Linked DNA regions of Mus musculus: region 2 is linked to region 1. A link is a contact called in public HiChIP or PLAC-seq data. All regions are on one chromosome and are shown on one strand. The core of a region is the stretch at or near the end of the contact, and the rest is flanking DNA. Distances in the headings are between cores, read along the strand shown.

Evidence for each region. HiChIP or PLAC-seq counts read pairs in DNA pulled down with a chosen protein or histone mark.
Region 2: a contact with region 1 is called in an H3K4me3 HiChIP or PLAC-seq map of neural tube, with 7 times the contacts expected there. The contact joins the enhancer-like site here to the promoter of Bzw2 in region 1. A contact is called at or near these places in 5 of 39 promoter capture datasets (the C10 cell line, hippocampal neurons, liver and 2 more) and 5 of 115 datasets of contacts at active chromatin or transcription factors (astrocytes, embryonic limb bud, embryonic stem cells and 2 more).

Annotation. Positions count from the first base shown.
Region 1 is chr12:36,155,345-36,159,262 of GRCm38.p6, forward strand. It overlaps Bzw2 (basic leucine zipper and W2 domains 2), which reads right to left and starts at 1,481. Exons shown (of 12, transcript NM_025840.3): 1 at 1,324-1,481. Ankmy2 (ankyrin repeat and MYND domain containing 2) reads left to right here and starts at 1,780. Exons shown (of 10, transcript NM_146033.3): 1 at 1,780-2,079. The coding sequence starts at 2,013.
Region 2 is chr12:37,444,240-37,448,037 of GRCm38.p6, forward strand. The region is part of intron 12 of Agmo (alkylglycerol monooxygenase); the gene reads left to right. Gm34408 (a long non-coding RNA gene) reads right to left here. Exons shown (of 4, transcript XR_003950116.1): 4 at 2,499-2,732. Among named protein-coding and RNA genes, the nearest start is that of Gm34408, 29 kb to the right of the region's middle. Within about 2 kb of position 2,457, at least 2 of the 459 cell types and tissues checked have an H3K27ac peak or open chromatin away from gene starts, as enhancers often do. A contact at or near this core is called in neural tube, where this site is marked.

The DNA of each region.
Region 1 (3,918 bases), core at 231-2,730:
CTGGTCACTCTCACAAGCCCTACTGCTTGTTTGAACAGCTACATCATTTTTAAAGCATCATCAAACAAAAGTTTCTTTGTTATATATTGAGATGAATAATTACCAACCATTTTCATGGGAGAATCTATCTGCTCCTCCCTCCCCAAGCTGAAGCTCATGTCTGTCGGTGGCTGTTGGGGGATGGGCAGCGGGAGTTTAGAAAAGATTTTGGTTAAAGATAAGAGATAGGGAACGTCATCTGTGGGTCTCTGAAGTGCTAGTACGCGCTTTGAGCAAAACGAGGTAGAGGGGCCACAGGAAAAGGCATTTCACATCATTCTTGGCACCGTGGAATGAAAGAGCGATCCTGGGGCTACTTAATAAAAACCACCTACATGATTATTCAAGTATTTCTCCCTAGCACAATTGTGTTTTAACGGAAACATCAATACCAGTCTGTTGAGAAACAACAGCAAAACTAAACAGTCATTTCCGAAGAAGCAGTGATTGACGCTGTAGAACGCTACAGATAAGCATCTTGGAGGAATGATTGAATATTTTCTTAAGCGTACCTTGCATCGGAGGCACAGAAAGGTACACACGATATTCACCTCTTATCTACCTACGGTGGACGCTCCAGGAGCCACACCACAGTTGAATGAAGGCTGGATTAAGAAACTAATCTAAGGCTATATATAGACAGCAACACCAATTTAATCCCCGCCCTCTCCAGCCTACCCTCCCTAGTTCCATAAATCCCCAAACCTGAGTTATAAAGACAGGCAGCTCTCTCAGAGCAAAAAAGACCCCCACACCCCAACAAAGTATCAGAGCAGTTGTAAGTCGCTTCTAAATATCCTTAGCGAACACCACAGGTCCAGGTTCCATGGCTTCCACAGAGGGCAAGAAATGACAGACAAGTACTGGGGAGGGCTAGGTTTGCAAAAAGAAATTTACCTTCTCCGAGCCTCTCCCAGTGTCGCTGGTCATGGGGTGTTCCCCTCACCTCCCGGCAGTGGGCCTCCCCGGGGATCGCCACGCACGAGACCATGTGCACCCGCCACTTTCACCGCGTGGCCAGCTTACGGCCGGCCCGCGGTCCCCGGAGCTCTTGGGGCGGACAAACGTAGCGAGGTCTAGGTCTCGCTCGAGAGGCACTAATACACAGTACGTGCATGGATGATGGCGCGGCGCGGGGGCTCCTCTATGAAGAGGAAGGCAACCGCCCCAGGTGGCACATGCTTCCTCCACGCCAGCTCCAGCCCGCTGGGACCCCTTGGCTCGGAGGCGGTCACTGCTCGCTCAACTCTCAGGCTCCCGCCGCCCCACCTGATCACCTCTTACCTGTCCAAGGAGGGAGCGACGACGCGCGAGACTGGTGGCTGCGGCGGATCCTGCAGCAGCAGTGGCGGCGGCAGTGGCTGAGGCAGACAATGGAGGAGTGAAGGACAGACACATTGACACAGACACACAGAACCCGGTGTAGCTCCGCCTCCTGCCCCGGCCCCGCCCTATCCCCGCCCCTTGCCCGAACCGCGCCACTCTTAGGGGCAGTGCAGCCCGTCTAGCTGCATCCCAATGCCTCCGCACGTGCCCACAGAAGTCACTACCAGGCAGAGAACTTCTATCCTTAGAATCCAAGGAACCCTGTGTCCCTGTACTTCTTAATAGGTTATCATGGGAATAGGAAACCTAGAAGATGTATTGAATCCCCTTCCAAATGTCTCCTTTTGGTTTGGACCTCGTAGGTTGCTCCAATTGGAGTCGCTTGCTGCCTCTTGCAGCTCCTCCTCCCGACCTGGCCATTGAGGCGCGGGGGCGGGACTTGTGGAGAGCGCCAGCCCGGCTCGCTCAAGCTCGCCGCACCCGCCAGCCCCCAGCCGTGAGACCCTAGCGACTCTGCCACTTCACTGGGCTGCTGCTCCGGCCTCGAGTTGCCTTGCTGTGGCGGTCTTCCACGACGCATACACGTCTCTTGTTTTTTTAAAAAACCTTTCCAAAGAAATAGAATAAGCGTCAAGCTGGCGGGAACGATGGGTCACATAAAGAAAGGCGAGCTGACCCAGGAGGAAAAGGAACTGCTGGAAGTGATCGGGAAAGGTACGGGTGCAGGGTTGGTATCCGGGTGCTGCACACCTGGTCTCAGGGCATTGAGGAGCCTGGAGCGCGCCCTAGGCCCGGAGGACCTTGGGCAACTTGCAATCCGGAAAAAGCCTTTCTGTCTCTGTCTGGGGACCGATTGCAGGGGCGGGGAGATGGGAGGCAGAAAAATTGAGGCCATCAGATCTAGGTTGCCGAGCTTAGACCTCTAAATCAGCTTTTTGGAAATCGACCGACTGTCACTACACATCTTAGACAGTCACGCGTGGCCCTGGGCGCCTGTCTTTGCGTATGCATGCTTGCCAGCTCATTGGATGTTTTGACCGTAATCAGTCAAGACCGCAGTGGCCTGGTAGTTCTAGGCTCCAAGTCGGGTGTATAAAGGGCCCTTTCGACTTCCGGAGGCTTAAGGATCTGGATCCCTTGCAGATCCCCGCCCCTGCTGCGGGTGGAGGGAGCTTTCAGCAACAGGGGTTCTTTATAAGGGCACAGAACTCGCTCTGCATGTTCCGCCCTGAGCTTTCTGCATCAAGGCCTTCTGTGGCTGGCTTCCTGTAGCCCAGGTCGGCGCAGGCACCCACAGACACGACTGACCTTGGTCCGATGTTAGACCTCAAGTGATCTTGTTGAGCTCCTTGGTGCTTCCCAGTCCACTTTGTGGATTCGAGCCACGCCTCCTCTGTGCAGCTTGCAGGAAGGAAGCCAACTAGAAGCCATGTTTCCCCACCAGTCCCTGAGTGCATGTCCCAAATGAGTTCCTGGCCGCATCCCCGTTACCTGGCAGGTAACATCAGCGTGACCACGTGCACTGTCACTTTGCTGAGAAGAGGATGCGGTGCCTGTGGGCATGATTAATGTGGATGCTTTAAGTGAAAAAATTAAACATGTGCCCTCGAATGACAGAGAAGCCAGACATTGTAATACAGAGCTCCTGGGTTTACAGTTTTCTACTTAGCCAAACTCATCTAGAATCACAGATAGGAAGACAAATGTATTCTTCCTAACAAGGACTGTCCACGTGTCTAAAGAGTATGAGAAGAGAAAACAATGGTTTGAACTCAGCAGGCGACTAGGAACTGATCTCACTTCTAAATCAGTCATGATTCTCACGGTAATCAATATTTGCTGGAAATCTCAGAGCTCTGGGTTGGATTTTTATTCTATGAACTGCATGGCTGTCAATGAGTTCTGGCTTTCATGCCGTCTCTAGGTTAGTTTCTTGCTCCCTTTAGTGGGTCTGGGATTTAGGTTAGTGAACTGGAGCCCCGGCTGTGTGCCTGTTGTACCAATCAAAATTAAGAGAGGACAGCTTTCAACCCATAATCCACCAGGGATAGGAATTCTGGTTTTAAACAAGCCAATGCTATCACATGTTCACTTGAAAGTGAAAACCCATTGGCAGCTGGAGAAAATATGTGTGTGAAAGGAGAAGTATGAATTCTTGGATGGATTTATTCTAAGGTTGTATCAAGCATAATTAGTGTGCTTATTACTTGTATTTCTTGGGCCACCTCATCCTCTAGGTTTGTGAGAGTACAGGTGCTGGCTTTCATTGGTTTAATCCCCTAAGCCTATGAACAAAGATACAAGGTGGATTTACTTAGTGATACATTCTTGTCATGTTCAGGATTTTGGATCGTTATTGCTCTCAGAAAATACTGGCAGATAGGAGAAGATCAGCCAACATTGACATTTTGAAGACATGGCATGTCCTCATCCATTTAATCTAGAAGAGCTAACGTTGGGTGTTTGTTTATTTTGTTTTCTCTGAATTGTAGTATGACGTATCATGGAATGGTCATTAACTGTGTGTCTGAATTAGGTGTGTGTGTGCGCGTG
Region 2 (3,798 bases), core at 1,207-3,706, 1.3 Mb after region 1:
AACAACATTAAGATTATTGTCTATTATTGTCTATTTATCAAAGTTCCCTAGTCTCCCATTTATTACATTATATGTTATATAGTTTTACATGTGGATACATATGTAAATATTACACTAATTTCTCTAAGGATTTGTAAAATTATTTTATGCGTTTAGAAATTTTGATCTGTTTAAAATAACTTAAAGATAACTACTCATTTTTGGTAAGAAATCATAATATTATGGCTGTATAGCAGAACCACAAATGAAGACAGGTCATGCATCTATAGTACATTGCTACTGACTGTATTATCTAAATTGTAGCTACACATGCAAAAATATATTTACACATGCTATAATAAATCTTAACATTAACTGCTATGCAGTGAATATTTCAAAGGTAGTGCTGGCTAGACACAAGTCGTTTGGCAAAGCCTTTTCCTAGTATATATTTTCAGGGCTGTCTGCACAAAGATGCTGGCACACTCACCATGATTTCTATTCCAGGTGATGGATTTCTGTCCAAGTAAGCGAGTGACTAAATATTTTCCGGTGGAATCTAGGCACTGTAAAATCACTGAAGCCAAATAAAAAAGTTGTCGACCTTTCTAAAAAAGTAATTATAATAGCTTTGCATACCACTATGACAGAAGGAACATTTCCACTTAGATCACTAAATAACAAAATGAGTGGAACCTCATTAGGAGAAGTGGGGAGTAGAACAAATGTGCAACCAATATGTCCTTTGATCACCATGAATGAGTATCTTATTATATTTTCATGCATTTCCCAAACAGTCTTCCTAAACCTTAACAGTGTCTGAGGGCATAGACTCCACATGCCGTTCTGTCAAAGACAAGAAATCCAATCTGAACTCACTAAAAATCTGGGTCATCACTTCAACACAAGACAAGTCGTAAAACCAGAACACTTTGTATTTGTTGATTTCTGCTAATCTGAGCAGTCACAGAAGGAAATGCCTTCCAAAGTGATAGGAAGATGTGGCTGCCTGTTCAGAATTACAGCAAGAATCTAGCATCTCTTCCGCCACTTCAATCTAAACAGAGATTTAATTCTGGTACATGTCTTCTCTTACTTTTCACAAATTTGAATAAATAGGAGATTCTGTGAATTTATAGGCCGGTTTTGCACTCCTATTGTTTCAAACGTAGCACATGGGACAAACAGCACTGTGTGTTGTAATTCAGCTTTAATGATGGAACACTTGGTTTTAGACAATCGTTGAGGCTGCGCGTGACATTGTGTTTTAGCTTCAGACACTGCACGTAACTTAGCAATTATATTACAGCTTTCAATAATGGTTGTTGGCGGGATATCTGCGAGTGAAGTCATAGCAATTTTGAAAGAGAATGCTAATAAAAATACACCTGCCTTGTAGTGGAAAGTGAGCCTTTAATATCTCTGCTTTGAAGTGGGGCAAAGCCTTTGGTATTAACTAACGTATTATGATGGAGGAATAATCCTTTGCCCTGGGGGAAAGCAAGACATTGAAGTTGCGACAGATTGTTAAGTTTCTAATGACCCAGGGTTCAGTCACTTGATAATCATAAAAGAATAGAATGAGGTGATGATTTCTTAACACTACAAAGATATGACTATTTGAAAACACTTCATGGTAATTATAAGTAAGTAAGAGAACATGTGAATATTCCTTAAAAGTGACTCAGTAACTGTGTAAATGTTTGGTTTTTGACCATTTTCTATAATTGTTAAAGATTTCAAAATGATTTAAAATTGTCATTTCCAAATGATGCTAGTAGCTTCAAATTAGCTGTGCTCATTCTTCTTTAATTCCTTTAACTACCTCTCTTGTGGTTTGAAATGTCACTTGCTGATAATTATTTACATATGAAAGATAAGAGGAAGGCTTAGGTGTTTGCGGCCCTTGCTTTTGCTTTTGTAACATCAAGGGAGACAGTGTAATTGAAATCCCATTAGACTGTAGGAACTTTTCTCCTTTACGCAGTAATTTGTTTCCTGCAAACTTATTTTGCTTACTTGAATTAGTAACAATCTGTTATTAAATGTGAAATATAAGCGAAGTCTGCATATTAAGATTACTGCAGAAAACATTTTATTAATAAATACAACAGGGGTTTGAAAATTGTGCACAGTGAATGACCACAACAAATTATTATTCTTCAGATATTTTTTTTGCCATTAACTTGAGAATCACAGACTGTCAAAGTTGTTATAAAATAATGTTAGTTATTTTAATATTAATATAATTCATATATTGCCAAGCATTATACGTATTATGATTTCTTTTATCTTTTTTTGTTATGTGTTTGAAGCTACAGCAGAAATGTTTTAATATTTTGGTTTCAGAAGTTTCTCTCAGTACAGAGTATCAAGTAATCCAGAGAGTATACATTCGCACTTGTCAGGGCTGTATTTAACACCAACAGGCCAAATACATTGAAACTTTCTACCAAGTTCAAAGGTGCCACGGAGACCTTGAGTCCCTTGATAACATGATAACGAGTTACCAGGAGATGTTTGTTTTGGTTACAGAGCTGCAGGTTTTATTTTATTTCTTGCTTGGGAAATACCTTCTGATGGTTCTTAGGTCAGAAGGGAATCTTCCTAATTCATTTCGGACATCAGTCATTAGTGAGCGGTGAATAAGAAGCCGTTTCAATGGACAGAATGGAGCTGTTTTCTTCCTAGAGTTCCAGTGTGTAATCTGCATTTTCCTTTGGACCTGGATTGTTGTTGAGTTCGGACACCTGCTGGAAGGAGTATCAGTTTCAGGCTACAAAGTGGTGCTCTGAAATAAATATCACCGAGCTTGTTAAGTTTTGTCATCTGTGTCATCGCATTAGTGCAGGATATTAGGGTAAAGTGGAGTGCAGCTCAATTTCCTCGTTATACGTTCGGACGATAAGCTTTTTCTATTAATGTTCATAAAGAGTTTCTATTACCAGGGAGATCTCAAATTAAACAGAAAAAAAAATCTGAGAACATAACATAAAGCCCACGACTATGTAATACTTGTCATAGGTCTGACAAGTTTTATAATTTAAGGCATGGATATTTACTTTGTAATATCTGCTAGAAAATGGGAATTTAAAATGTAAAGCTTTTAATACCTTTACATTCACATATAAAGTTAAATGTATTTTCAGTTTTATAGCACATTCTGGCAAACCTTGCCACATATATTTAATTTTTGGTAAGAATAGATATTATTTAAAGTCTGAATTACAACCACTTGTAAGGACTTCTTGCCAGTGTACTCTCTTTCTCTATTAATTACTGTATTGGCAACTAAAACTAATATCATGCTGTATCAGTTCCATATGATAGTGGATAGTACAGGCATGCATTTTCTCAGGGAAAAATGTTGTCTGGCTTTTAAACAAACTTAGAAGACTTCTGTAGACATCCAAATAGTTCAAATATGTCAGAATTTGAAAGAAAATAGTTGACATAAATACTAAAAACTTTCTAGTAACTGAGATCTTGAAAGCATACATTAAAAATTGCTTTTGGTACATTTATGTTGAATTACAAGTCACCATCTTTATGTTATAATGAAATAAGTAATAAAGTAGTAGTCGCAACTGGGGTTAGGTAGAGGGTTGAAATTTAACTACTATAATCCTCATTTTTGAAAACGGGAAAATTGTCCAAAGTGTTCCTCAGCCTGCAAAGATAAAGGAATCAAACATTCACAGTGGCTCTGTGTGTGAGGCACACAATTGATCTTATGTCCGAGATTCTATCTTCGGAATGTTGAAATGGGTTGGCATGGGATACTGATAAATCATTTTGAGATAATTCAGTTTTTATTGC